Linked DNA regions of Sus scrofa: all the other regions are linked to region 3. The links are chromatin contacts, called in public HiChIP or PLAC-seq maps. All regions are on one chromosome and are shown on one strand. Each heading gives the region's core, a stretch centred on a gene start, on an enhancer-like site or on the middle of the called end of the contact. The rest is flanking DNA. Distances are from core to core; before and after follow the strand shown.

What was found. HiChIP or PLAC-seq counts read pairs in DNA pulled down with a chosen protein or histone mark.
Region 1: a contact with region 3 is called in an H3K27ac HiChIP or PLAC-seq map of alveolar macrophages. The contact joins the enhancer-like site here to the promoter of ZMPSTE24 in region 3. A contact is called at or near these places in 1 of 5 promoter capture datasets (liver), 5 of 47 Hi-C or Micro-C datasets (epiblast stem cells, heart right ventricle, liver and 1 more) and 1 of 2 datasets of contacts at active chromatin or transcription factors (alveolar macrophages).
Region 2: an H3K27ac HiChIP or PLAC-seq map of alveolar macrophages shows a contact between it and region 3. The contact joins the enhancer-like site here to the promoter of ZMPSTE24 in region 3. A contact is called at or near these places in 1 of 5 promoter capture datasets (liver), 1 of 47 Hi-C or Micro-C datasets (brain) and 2 of 2 datasets of contacts at active chromatin or transcription factors (alveolar macrophages and skeletal muscle).

Annotation. Positions count from the first base shown.
Region 1 is chr6:95,913,713-95,917,678 of Sscrofa11.1, reverse strand. All of the region lies in intron 1 of RLF (zinc finger protein Rlf), which reads right to left. Among named protein-coding and RNA genes, the nearest start is that of RLF, 16 kb to the right of the region's middle. Within about 2 kb of position 2,423, at least 3 of the 83 cell types and tissues checked have an H3K27ac peak or open chromatin away from gene starts, as enhancers often do. A contact at or near this core is called in alveolar macrophages, where this site is marked.
Region 2 is chr6:95,888,525-95,892,042 of Sscrofa11.1, reverse strand. No RefSeq gene overlaps it. Among named protein-coding and RNA genes, the nearest start is that of RLF, 9.8 kb to the left of the region's middle. Within about 2 kb of position 2,027, at least 1 of the 83 cell types and tissues checked has an H3K27ac peak or open chromatin away from gene starts, as enhancers often do. A contact at or near this core is called in alveolar macrophages, where this site is marked.
Region 3 is chr6:96,006,595-96,010,185 of Sscrofa11.1, reverse strand. It overlaps ZMPSTE24 (CAAX prenyl protease 1 homolog), which reads right to left and starts at 1,879. Exons shown (of 10, transcript XM_021096012.1): 1 at 1,520-1,879. The coding sequence starts at 1,642.

The DNA.
Region 1 (3,966 bases), core at 1,174-3,673, 93 kb after region 3:
TTGTATCTTACAATCTAAATACAATTTTTTGAGGGTCAGTTAGATAGGGGAAATAAAGTACTTTGTTTATTCAATTACAATCCTTTCATTACTACTATGGTTGAATAAAATTTTTCATGTTTTTTTAATAATATCTTAAAATTTAATTACTACAGCATCTGTAGGTATCTTCATCTTAGTTATCACTAACAGGAAGAGAGCTTGGATGACACTCTCAATAGTTAATCTTAATCTTATTAACATAAACAGTTAACCTTAATCTTCCAAAAGAGAGGGAATACATCCTAACTGATTTCTATGAGGCCAGCATTACTTTGAAACCAAGGCCAAAGACTACAAGAAAACTACAGACCGATACAAAAATCATCAACAAAATAGTAGCAAACTTAATTCAATAGTATATTAATATAGATTATACACCATGATCAAGTGAGATTTATTCCTAGAATAACAGAACAGTTTAGCATTCAAAAATCAGGGAGTTTCCGTCGTGGTGCAGTGGTTAACAAATCTGACTAGGAACCATGAGGTTGCGGGTTCGATCCCTGCCCTTGCTCAGTGGGTTGACGATCTGGCGTTGCCGTTAGCTGTGGTGTAGGTTGCAGACGCGGCTCGGATCCAGCGTTGCTGTGGCTCTGGCATAGGCTGGCAGCTACAGCTCCGATTCGACCCCTAAGCTGGGAACCTCCACATGCTGCAGGAGCGCCCAAAGAAATAGCAAACACACACACACACACACACACACACACACACACACACACACACACAGCACTGGACAGGAGGTTCCCATGTTGCACAGTGGGTTAAGGATCCATCATTGCCAAAGCTATGGTGCAGGCTGCAACTGCAGCCTGGGTTTGATCCCTGGCCCAGGAACTTCCAAATGTGGCAGACGCAGCCAAAAAAAAACCAAAAAACAAAAACAACAAGAACACAACAGGAATTCCCATTGTAGCACAACTCGGAAATGAATCCGACTAGGAACCATGAGGTTGAGGGTTTGATCCCTGGCCTTGCTCAGTGGGTTAAGGATCTGGTGTTGCCATGAGCTGTTGTAGGTCGCAGACACAGCTCGGATCCTGCATTGCTGTGGCTGTGGTGTAGGCCAGCAGCTGCAGCTCCAATTCAATCCCTAGCCTGAGTGAGAACCTCCATATGCAGCAAGTGCAGCCCTAAAGAGCAAAAAAAAAAAAAAAGAGAGATAATTGTTACACAGCTTAGGTCACAACTACAGCTCAGAACTGATCTCTGGCCCTCAAACTTCCCTATGACACTGATGTAGCCATAAGAAACAGAAAATAATGACTGTTGGCGAAGATGCGGAGAATTTGGAATCCCTGTGCATTATTGGTGGGAATATAAAATGGTGCAGCCATTGTGCAAAATGTATGGTGGTTTCTCCAGAAATTAAACAGAATTACTGTATGATCCAGTAAGTCCACTTCTGGATACACACCCAAAAAAACTGAAAGCAGGGACTTAAAGAGCTATTTGTATCCATGATCAGAGCAGCATTATTTACAATAGGTGGAAGCAACCCAAGAATCCATTAAGGGATTGATGAACAAATTGTGGTATACAAACAAAATAGAATATTATTCAGCCTTAAAAAGCAAAGAAATTTGACACATGCTACAAACTCAATGAATCTTGAAGCTATATTATGCTAAGTGAAAAAAGCAAATCCCAAATAGATATATTTCCTGGAGTTACCGTCGTGGCTCAACAGATTACAAACCAAACTATCCATGAGGATGCAGGTTCGATCCCTGGCTTTGCTCAGTGGGTTAGGGATCCGGTGTTGCCATGAGCTGAGGTGTATGTAAATCACATACTTGGCTGGGATCTGACATTGTTATGGTTGTGGTGTAGGCCAGCAGCTGTAGCTCCAATTTGACCCTTAGCCTGGGAACCTCCATATGCCGCAGGTGCGGCCCTTTAAAGAAAAGGAAAAAAAAGAAGGGATAAATTCAAATATCCCCATTTCTATTTTATCAAGTCACTATTAAAGAGAGTGACGAGAATACTTCCTAAATCTGGAGATTTTAAAACTCAAGCTTTATCACACTGGAGAAAAGGACTACAATGCTGAAGCAGCTGTGTAATAGAGTGCAGTAACATGCCTTTTGGCTGTGGATTCAAACCTCTGCGCCCATCATTTGCCAGCTAACCTCTCTGAGTCTTGATTTTATTTAATCACTCAACTGAAATGACTGAGTACTCAGGTTTAGCACCAAACACTGTGCAATATAGCTTAAAAAAAATGTGGCAAACAATGTCTAACAAAGTTTACCATCTTAACCATTTTATAAGTGCAGTTCTGTGGCATTAAGTATATTTACACTGCTGGGCTATGATCACCAACATCCATCAACAGAACTCACTTCATCTTGCAAAACTGAAACTGAACCTATTAAACAATAACTCCCCATCCCCCCCTCCTTCCCTCCAGCCCTGGACAACCATCATTCTACTTCCTGTCTCTGTGCAATATAGCTTTCATAATGTATTTTCTGTTTGAAAAAGCAAAATCAGAGCGTGGTAATGGCATGAAGGTATACGAATAGATCAATGGAACAGAATAAAGTCCAGAAATAGACCTACATACATATGACTAATTGATTTTCAGCAAGGCACAAAAGCAATTTCTAAATTCAATGAGAGAGGAGTCTTTTCAACAAATGATGCTGGAACATTTAGACTTTTTTTTTTTTTCGTCTTTTTGCCTTTTCTAGGGCCGCACTCACAGCACATGGAGGTTCCCAGGCTAGGGGTCAAATCGGAGCTGTAGCCGCCAGCCTATGCCAGAGCCACAGAGCAACATGGGATGAGAGCCATGTCTGTGACCTACACCACAGCTCACAGCAACACCAGATCCTTAACCCACTGAGCAAGGCCAGGGATCGAACCCACAACCTCATGGTTCCTAGTTGGATTCGTTAACCACTGAGCCACAAGACAGGAACTCCGAAATGTTCATTTTTTTTTAACAAAAGAACTTCCACCTATCCCTCGCACAATATACAAAAATTAACTCCGAATAGATCATAGATTTAAATGTAAAACCTAAAACAATGACATCTCTAGAAGAGAATATAAAAAAACCTTTGTGCACTTGGGTTGGCCAGATTTCTCAGATATAACATGAAAAACATAATCAATAAGAGAACAAGTTGACAGGAGTTCCTGCTGTGGTGTAACAAGATCGGCAATGTCTTAGAAGTGCTGGGCCTCAGGTTGGATCATAGTGGGTTAAGGATCTGTTGCTGCGAGCTGCAGCGTAGGTTGAAGACAAAGCTTGGAGCTGACATGGCTGTGGCTGAGGCTGTGGTGTAGGCCAGCAGCTGCAGCTCTGATTTGACCCCTGGCATGAGAACTTCTATACGCTGCACCTGCGGCCCTAAAATAAAAAAAGTTGATAAATTGAACTTTATCAAAATTAAGAAGTTGTATTCTTCAAAAGACACTATTAAGAAAATAAAAAGACAAGCCACAGCCTAGGAGAATACATGCCAACAAGCTATGGCTTGGCTGCTCTTGTGCCCATCTAGTAATGTAGGACTTTTCTTTCCTGTTAATGTCTCACTCAGCTTTTCCTTGAAGTTCTTGATGTCTCTTTTGAGTACATCAACAGTTCTATCTAGTGTGTTACTGCCACCATGTTGTTCTGCCTCAGTTCATCTTTGTCATGATACGCTCCCTATAGGCTAGCGGAAGGCACTTCAGGCTTTCTCTGTGCCCACATCACCACAACAGAATCTGTGCCATAGCCAGGGTGTTCTCTCCAGAGATCCTAAGTGAACCAGAGGCAGAATGTATATAACCTAAAAGTGATACAGAAGCTCCCCGGTGGCCTAGCAGCTAAGGACCTGGCATTGTCACTGCTTTGACTCAGGTTACTGCTACGGCTCAAGTTTGATCCCTGGTCCAGGAATTTCCATACGCAGCAGGTGTGACCAAAAAAAA
Region 2 (3,518 bases), core at 778-3,277, 120 kb after region 3:
TTTCCACAGTGGTTGCACCGATTTACATTCCCACCAACAGTATAAGGGATTCCCTTTTCTCCACACCCTCTCCAGCATTTATTGTTTGTAGACTTTTTGATGTCTACAAAATTCAAAAATGTGATTTTTCACATTTCTTAGACACAGCCAAATAAAAAAATAGCTAACACTATTCCAACTCCAGAGAAACTCTCCTCCATGTCTTACTGTGTCCTCGAACTAAATGCACCAAATAGGGCTTCTGGCTATGGTGCAATGGGTTAATGATCCAGCTTGCCTCTGTGGAGGCACAGGTTCAATATCCGGCCCTGTGTGGTACGTTAAGTATCCATTGCAGCTGGGATTCAATCTCTGGCCCGGGAATGTCCACAATGCCAAAAGAGCAAAATAAATAAATAAATGCACCAAAGAAATGAAAAGCAGGGACTTAGATGTTTCACAGAAGTATTATTCATGATAACCAAAACATGGAAACAACCAATGGTCCATCAACAGATGACTGGGTAAAAATAATGTGTACACATACATAAAATGGAACATTTTTCAGCCTTAAAAATTTTTTTAAAAAGGCATATTACACATACTTGAGCCTTGAAGATGATATGCTTAGTCAAATAAGTAAATAAGAAAGAGGAATTCTCAGGGGTTCCCTTCATGGCTCAGTGGTTAATGAACCTGACTAGTAACCATGAGGATGCAGATTCCATCCCTGGCCTCGCTCAGCTCAGTGGGTCAGGGATCCGGTGTTGCCGTGAGCTGTGGTGTAGGTCGTAGATGAGGCTCAGATCTCACATTGCTGTGGCTGTGGGCTAGGCCCACAGCTGTGGCTCAGATCCAACCCCTAGCCTATGAACTTCCATATGCCAAGGATGCGGCCCTAAAAAGCAAAAACAAACAAACAAAAACAAAGAGGAGTTCTCATGGCTTAACGGTAACAAATCTGACAAGTATCCATGAGGATTTCGAGTTCAATCCCTGGCCTTGCTCAGAGGGTTAAGAATCCCACGTTTCAGTAAGCTGTGGTGTAGGCTGGCAGCCACAGCTCTGATTCGACCCCTAGCCTGGGAACGTCCATATGCCACCACTGCGGCCCTAAACCCTCCCCACCCGAAAAAGTAAATTACAAAGAGACAAATACTGTACAATTCCACCTATCTAAAGTACCCAAAGTAGTCTAAATTATAGACAGAAAGTAGAATGGTGGTTACCAGGAGCTGGGGGGAGGGGCAAATGGGAAGTAATTAGTATTTAATAGATATGAGTCTCAATTTGGGAAGATAGAAAAGTTCTGGAGGTGGATAGTGATGATGGTTACACAACAATGTGAATGCCCTTCATGCTACTCAACTCCGTACCTAAAAATGGCAAATAGTAGAATATATTTTTTTAGAACATTTTTTTTTTTTTTTTGGCCACACACACAGCATATGGATGTTCCTGGGGCAGGGATTGAATCCAATCTGCCAGAGCCACTGAGCCAAGCCGAGACCAGACCCAAGCCACTTCAGCCAGAGTCTTTGCTGTTGTTGTTGTTGTTGTGTTTTGCAGTCAGATTCTTAACCCACCATGCTGCGGCAAGAACTCCTAGAACAATATTTTAAAAATGAACAGTAATTGGAGTTCCTGTCGTGGCTCAGTGGTTAACAAATCTGACTAGGAACCTCAAGGTTGCGGGTTTGATCCCTGGCCTTGATCAGTGGGTTAAGGATCCGGCGTTGCCGTGAGCTGTGGTGTAGGTCACAGACGCAGCTCGGATCTGGCTTTGCTGTGGCTGTGGTGTAGGCCAGCGGCTACAGCTGCAATTAGACCCCTAGCCTGGGAACCTCCATATGCTCCGGGTTCAGCCCTAAACAGACAAAAAAAAAAAAAAAAAAAAAAAAAGAGAGAGAGAGAGAAAGAGAAAGAAAAAATAAAAGAACAGTAATTGCATTTAAGGCTTTGTGTTGTATCACTTGAAAGAATCAGGCACTGTTTTGAACTGCTGAGAGAATTTGAACAGCAGAAGCAGTTAGGTAAGAGGAAGCACAAATGAACTTGTGATACCCTTCCTCTCAGCATAAATACATCTTTGCATAACCGAGTATTGTTTCCCTGTAGCAGCGAAATGTTCCTTTTTTTTTAATTGCTGCTCTACATGTTCCAATTCACAGTTCAGAAACACCTGATGAATAAGCACAATGTCCCATGGTAGCTGAAGAAAATTTTGCAACATTAAACAATTCCTATAATACTTAAATTATATGAGTGTGTGTGTCTATATGTGACATGAGTGAAGAAAAAGACTGATCCTTTACATTTTCCATAGATGAGTAATAAATATTAGCCTTGGGAATAATTTTATTTGAATTAAGATATTTAATAAAGTTTTTGTTTTCTTTTTGGGTGCTCCATGACATATGGAGTTACCCGGCCATGGTTCAGATCTAGGCCACAGTGGGGACCTAAGCCTCAGTTGTGGCAGCACCAGATCTTTAACCCACTGTGCCTGGCTGGGGATCGAACCTGCGTTCCAGCACTCCCAAGACTCCACCAATCCCACTGCACTACAGCAGGAACATCAATACTTACTTTTTATTTTTTTATTTTTATTTTTATTTTTTTTGGTCTTTTTGTCTTTTTTGTTGTTGTTGTTGTTGCTATTTCTTGGGCCGCTCCCGCGGCATATGGAGGTTCTCAGGCTAGGGGTCGAATCGGAGCTGTAGCCACCGGCCTACGCCAGAGCCATAGCAACGCGGGATCCGAGCCGCGTCTGCAACCTACACCACAGCTCACGGCAACGCCGGATCGTTAACCCACTGAGCAAGGGCAGGGACCGAACCCGCAACCTCATGGTTCCTAGTCGGATTCGTTAACCACTGCGCCACGACGGGAACTCCAATACTTACTTTTTAAAACTAAATTTATATTTCTAGTATTACTATATAATTTTGATTTAAAATTTTCTTTTTGCTCTTTAGGGCCAAACCCATGGTCTATGGAAGTTCCCAGGCTAGGGGTCGAATTAGAGCTGTAGCTGCCAGCCAACACCACAGCCACAGCAGCTCAGGATCTGAGCCATGTCTGTAACCTACACTACAGCTCATGGCAATGCCAGATCCTTAACCTACTGAGCGAGGCCAGGGATCGAACCTGCATCCTCATGGATGCTAGTTGGGTTCTTAACCCATTGAGCCACAATGAGAATTCCCTGACTTTGCCATTCTTAAGATAGATAAGCTCCATGACTTGACTTTTGCACCTACTATTCCCTCTGAGAAACTCTTCCTTTTTTCATTTCATTCATGTTCAACTATCCCCTCAGAGAGGCAGAAGACCCTGTCCAAAATAGCCTTCTCGGGAGTTCCCGTTGTGGTACAGTGGTTAATGAATTCGACTAGGAACCATGAGGTTGTGGGTATGATCCCTGGCCTTGCTCAGTGGGTTAAGGATCCGGCGTTGCTGTGAGCTGTGGTGTAGGTTGCAGACTCGGCTTGGATCCTGTGTTGCTGTTGCTCTGGTGTAGGCTGGCGGCTACAGCT
Region 3 (3,591 bases), core at 630-3,129:
GACTAGGAACCATGAGGTTGCAGATTCGATCCCTGGCCTTGCTCAGTGGGTTAAGGATCCGGCGTTGCCGTGAGCTGTGGTGTAGGCTGCAGACGCGGCTTGGATCACGCGTTACTGTGGCTCTGGCGTAGGCCGGTGGCTATAGCTCCGATTGGACCCCTAGCCTGGGAACCTCCATATGCCGAGGGAGCGGCCCAAGAAATAGCAAAAAGACAAAGAAAAAAAAAAAAAAAAAAAGGTTATCCTGGAGTTCCCATCGTGGGGCAGTGGTTAACGAATCCGACTAGGAACCATGAGGTTGCGGGTTCGGTCACTGCCGTGGTTCAGTGGGTTAACGATCCGGCGTTGCCGTGAGCTGTGGTGTAGGTTGCAGACGCGGCTCAGATCCTGCGTTGCTGTGGCTCTGGCGTAGGCCAGTGGCTACAGCTCCAATTCGATCCCTAGCCTGGGAACCTCCATATGCCTCGGGAGCGGCCCAAAGAAATAGCAAAAAGACAAAAAAATAAATAGATAAATAAAAAAGGTTATCCTAACCACTGATGTAATTCAGTGACAGCATGGAACAACGTAGGTAAAGCAAACCAGCCAGTGAAAGACTGCAATAAAGTGGTTACTTAAAATCCATCTCATTTAAAAGTTCAGCTCTCGAAGTCCCCGTTGTGGCTCAGCAAGTTAAGAATCCAACATAGTGTCCCTGAAGATTCGGGTTCCATCCCTGGGCTCGCTCAGTGGGTTAAGGATCCAGTGTTGCCACAAGCTTTGGGTCTCGTATGTGGCTGTGGCATAGGCCTCAGCTGCTGCTTCAATTTTATTCCTGGCCCAGCAACTTCTATATGCCACAGGAGTGGCTGTAAAACCAAAAAAAAATTCAACTCTCTCATCCATCAAACTGTTTATTATATCTTGCCAAGGTACTGTTAAGTAACTTTCACTTTCTACTTTACTGTTTAAACTATTTGAACAAAAACAACAAAGATGCTTTTAAGAAAAACAAGAAAATATTGTTTTTGGAACAATAAGAATATACTTTTTTTTTTTTTTTTTTAAGGAAAGAGTCCTTGGAAGGACTGTGAATTTTTTATTTTCAGGAGTCCTATGGTTGATGTGAACATGACACAAAGGACAAGGAGAAGCTGTAATTCAAAAATTTTTGCATCTTCCTTGTGAAGACTTATGGGTTGCTGCCAAAAATAAAGGAGGTACGTCTAAGGCCAAGAATCCTAAGGAAGCTTTGGGCAGCTACAAGAGCTGAGGCCTGACAAGCCGGCAGCCCTGCCTTGCCTTTCATCAGGCCCTAACCTACCCGGATCCCATGACTACGTTGCGGGAAAAGGTCCTGAGGCACCAGATCCTCTCCAGGCCAACCCCGCCATTGGGCCAGGTTAGGAGGCTCAGTAGGGACCCAGAAGGTCGAAGCTGGTGCTGGGGTCGCAGCAATCATCCAGGTACTTGGGGTCGAGATTGAGGCTGGCCTAGAGCTGACCGGGTGTCGGGTCAGGTGGGCCCTGTCTAGGCTCACCTGCCGCTGTGCTAGGAAGGTCTCCCAAAGATACACTGTCCAGGAGAAGAGCAGCACAGCCCCGAAGATACGCTTCTCGGCGGGCATCTCCCACATAGCGTCCAGCGACGCCCACATCCCCATGGCCACCCGGCTCCGCCGGCTTCTTCAGCGTGCACTGGTGCCACACCGACTCCGGTCCCCTCAAAGCGTCCCCGCAGTGTCACAGCGATATTCGTCCCTTCCGAGCGCCCCTATACCGACACCCGGCCCATCCCACTCCCTTCGCTCAGCCTGCAGTGTTACATGAACACTCTTCCCCATGCTGACGCACCCTGGGGCCGCCCAGGGCCTGGAGGCAAGATAAGCCCCGCCTTTCTGACTTCCGGCCCCAGGAGGGCGGGCGCCCAGACGCGGAGTTCCGGCCTCTGCCCGCCCCTGCGCCCCCTGAGCTGCACCAACTTTCTTCCCGCTCCCGTCCACCTAGGGTCTATGCCGAGGGTTCCGGTTTCCCTCCAGGGCCCGACTGAGATGCTGAGCTCTCGACTTTCTAGCCTCCCGAGTTGCAATTACTTTTCTTCGTTCTAGGGCATGCCCTGCCTGGGTGCAGCCTGTGCCGTGCTTTCCGCGGCCGGGAACATCCCACTGGTATTAGAGGCTAAGCCAGAACGGACAGAGTGGGCCACGGATCCCGCCGTGAGGTAGCTGGGAAGAATCAGAGAAGAGCCGACTTCCCAGGCTCTAGAAATCATTCCTCTGAACTAGTGCTTCTCAGACTGTGGTCTGTACATCCATGGGATATCTTAAAAGACTAAAAGGATAGTTAAGAGCAGTACTAGACGTTATAAGTGCAGTATCTTGGCCTGTATTGGGCTGTTCTGAATTTGGGCATGTTGGTGGTAGTAATGAGAATTTTCCTTTAAAGATCTCAACTCTTCCGTCCCAAGCAAAGTCAGAGGCAGCATTTTGCCTAAGGGAGTGTGCTGTTGGGTAAAGCAAGGATAGCTAGGTTAGAAATACCTGAAGTGAAAGTGTTTTTCTAGAGACAAATTCCTATCAAGGCTCAGTGCCATGTTTGTCTTGGAATTCAGAAATGCAACATGCTCACAGTAATGCCTGTTAACACATTGATTTGACTTGAACGTTTTTCTGATTGAAGATAAGTCTGATTTAGTTAGGTGGTTTGACACAGAGACTGGTGTTAATTTGCATAATTATTATTTACAATAAATTGAGCTAAATCTGCAGCCGCAACTAAGAAATATTTAAAGTAATATTGTAATGCCAAAGATGTGTTGCAGTAAACAACTGCAACCAAATATCTCAAATTTCTCAACTCCTAAATACCTCTTAGTGAGAGTGCCCGGTGTAATTAAAAGTCGTTGGGAGTTCCTGCTGTGGCTCAGGGGATTAAGAACCCAACTAGTATCCATAAAGATGCAGTTTGATCCCTGGCCTTGCTCAGTGGGTTAAGGATCCCAAGTTGTTTCAAGCTACACATGGTCCCAGACCCGGCTTAGATCTGACTTTTCCCTGGCTGTGGTAGGCCAGCAGCTGTAGCTCTGATATGACCCCTAGCCTGGGAACTTCCATATGTGGCTGGTGTGACCCTAAAAAGCTAAAAAAAAAAACAGAGAAAAACAAACAAAAAAACCTTGGGAGTTCCCGTCATGGCTCAACAGAAGTGAATCTGACTAGAATCCATGAGGATGCAGGTTCTATCCCTGGCCTTGCTCAGTGGGTTAGGGATCCAACATTGCTGTGGCTCTGGCGTAGGCCGGCGGCTGCAGATCCGGTTGGACCTCTAGCCTGGGCACCTCCATATGCTGTGGGTGTGGACCTAAAAAGACCCCAAAAAAAAATTTTTTTTAAAAACCTTGATCTTTAATCAGAGTGAAATAATAAGCCGTTGAAAGGTTTTGAGCAGAAGAGTCACGTGATCTTTTTAGCTACCAGCTAGAGAATAAACTGAATGGAGACACAGATGGAAGCAGAGAGTCCAGTTTGAAGGCCATTTTGTGAATCCTAGTGAGAGATAATGGTGGCTTGCACTAGGGAAGTAGCACTGGAGGGAGAAGTAAATTATGGAAAGT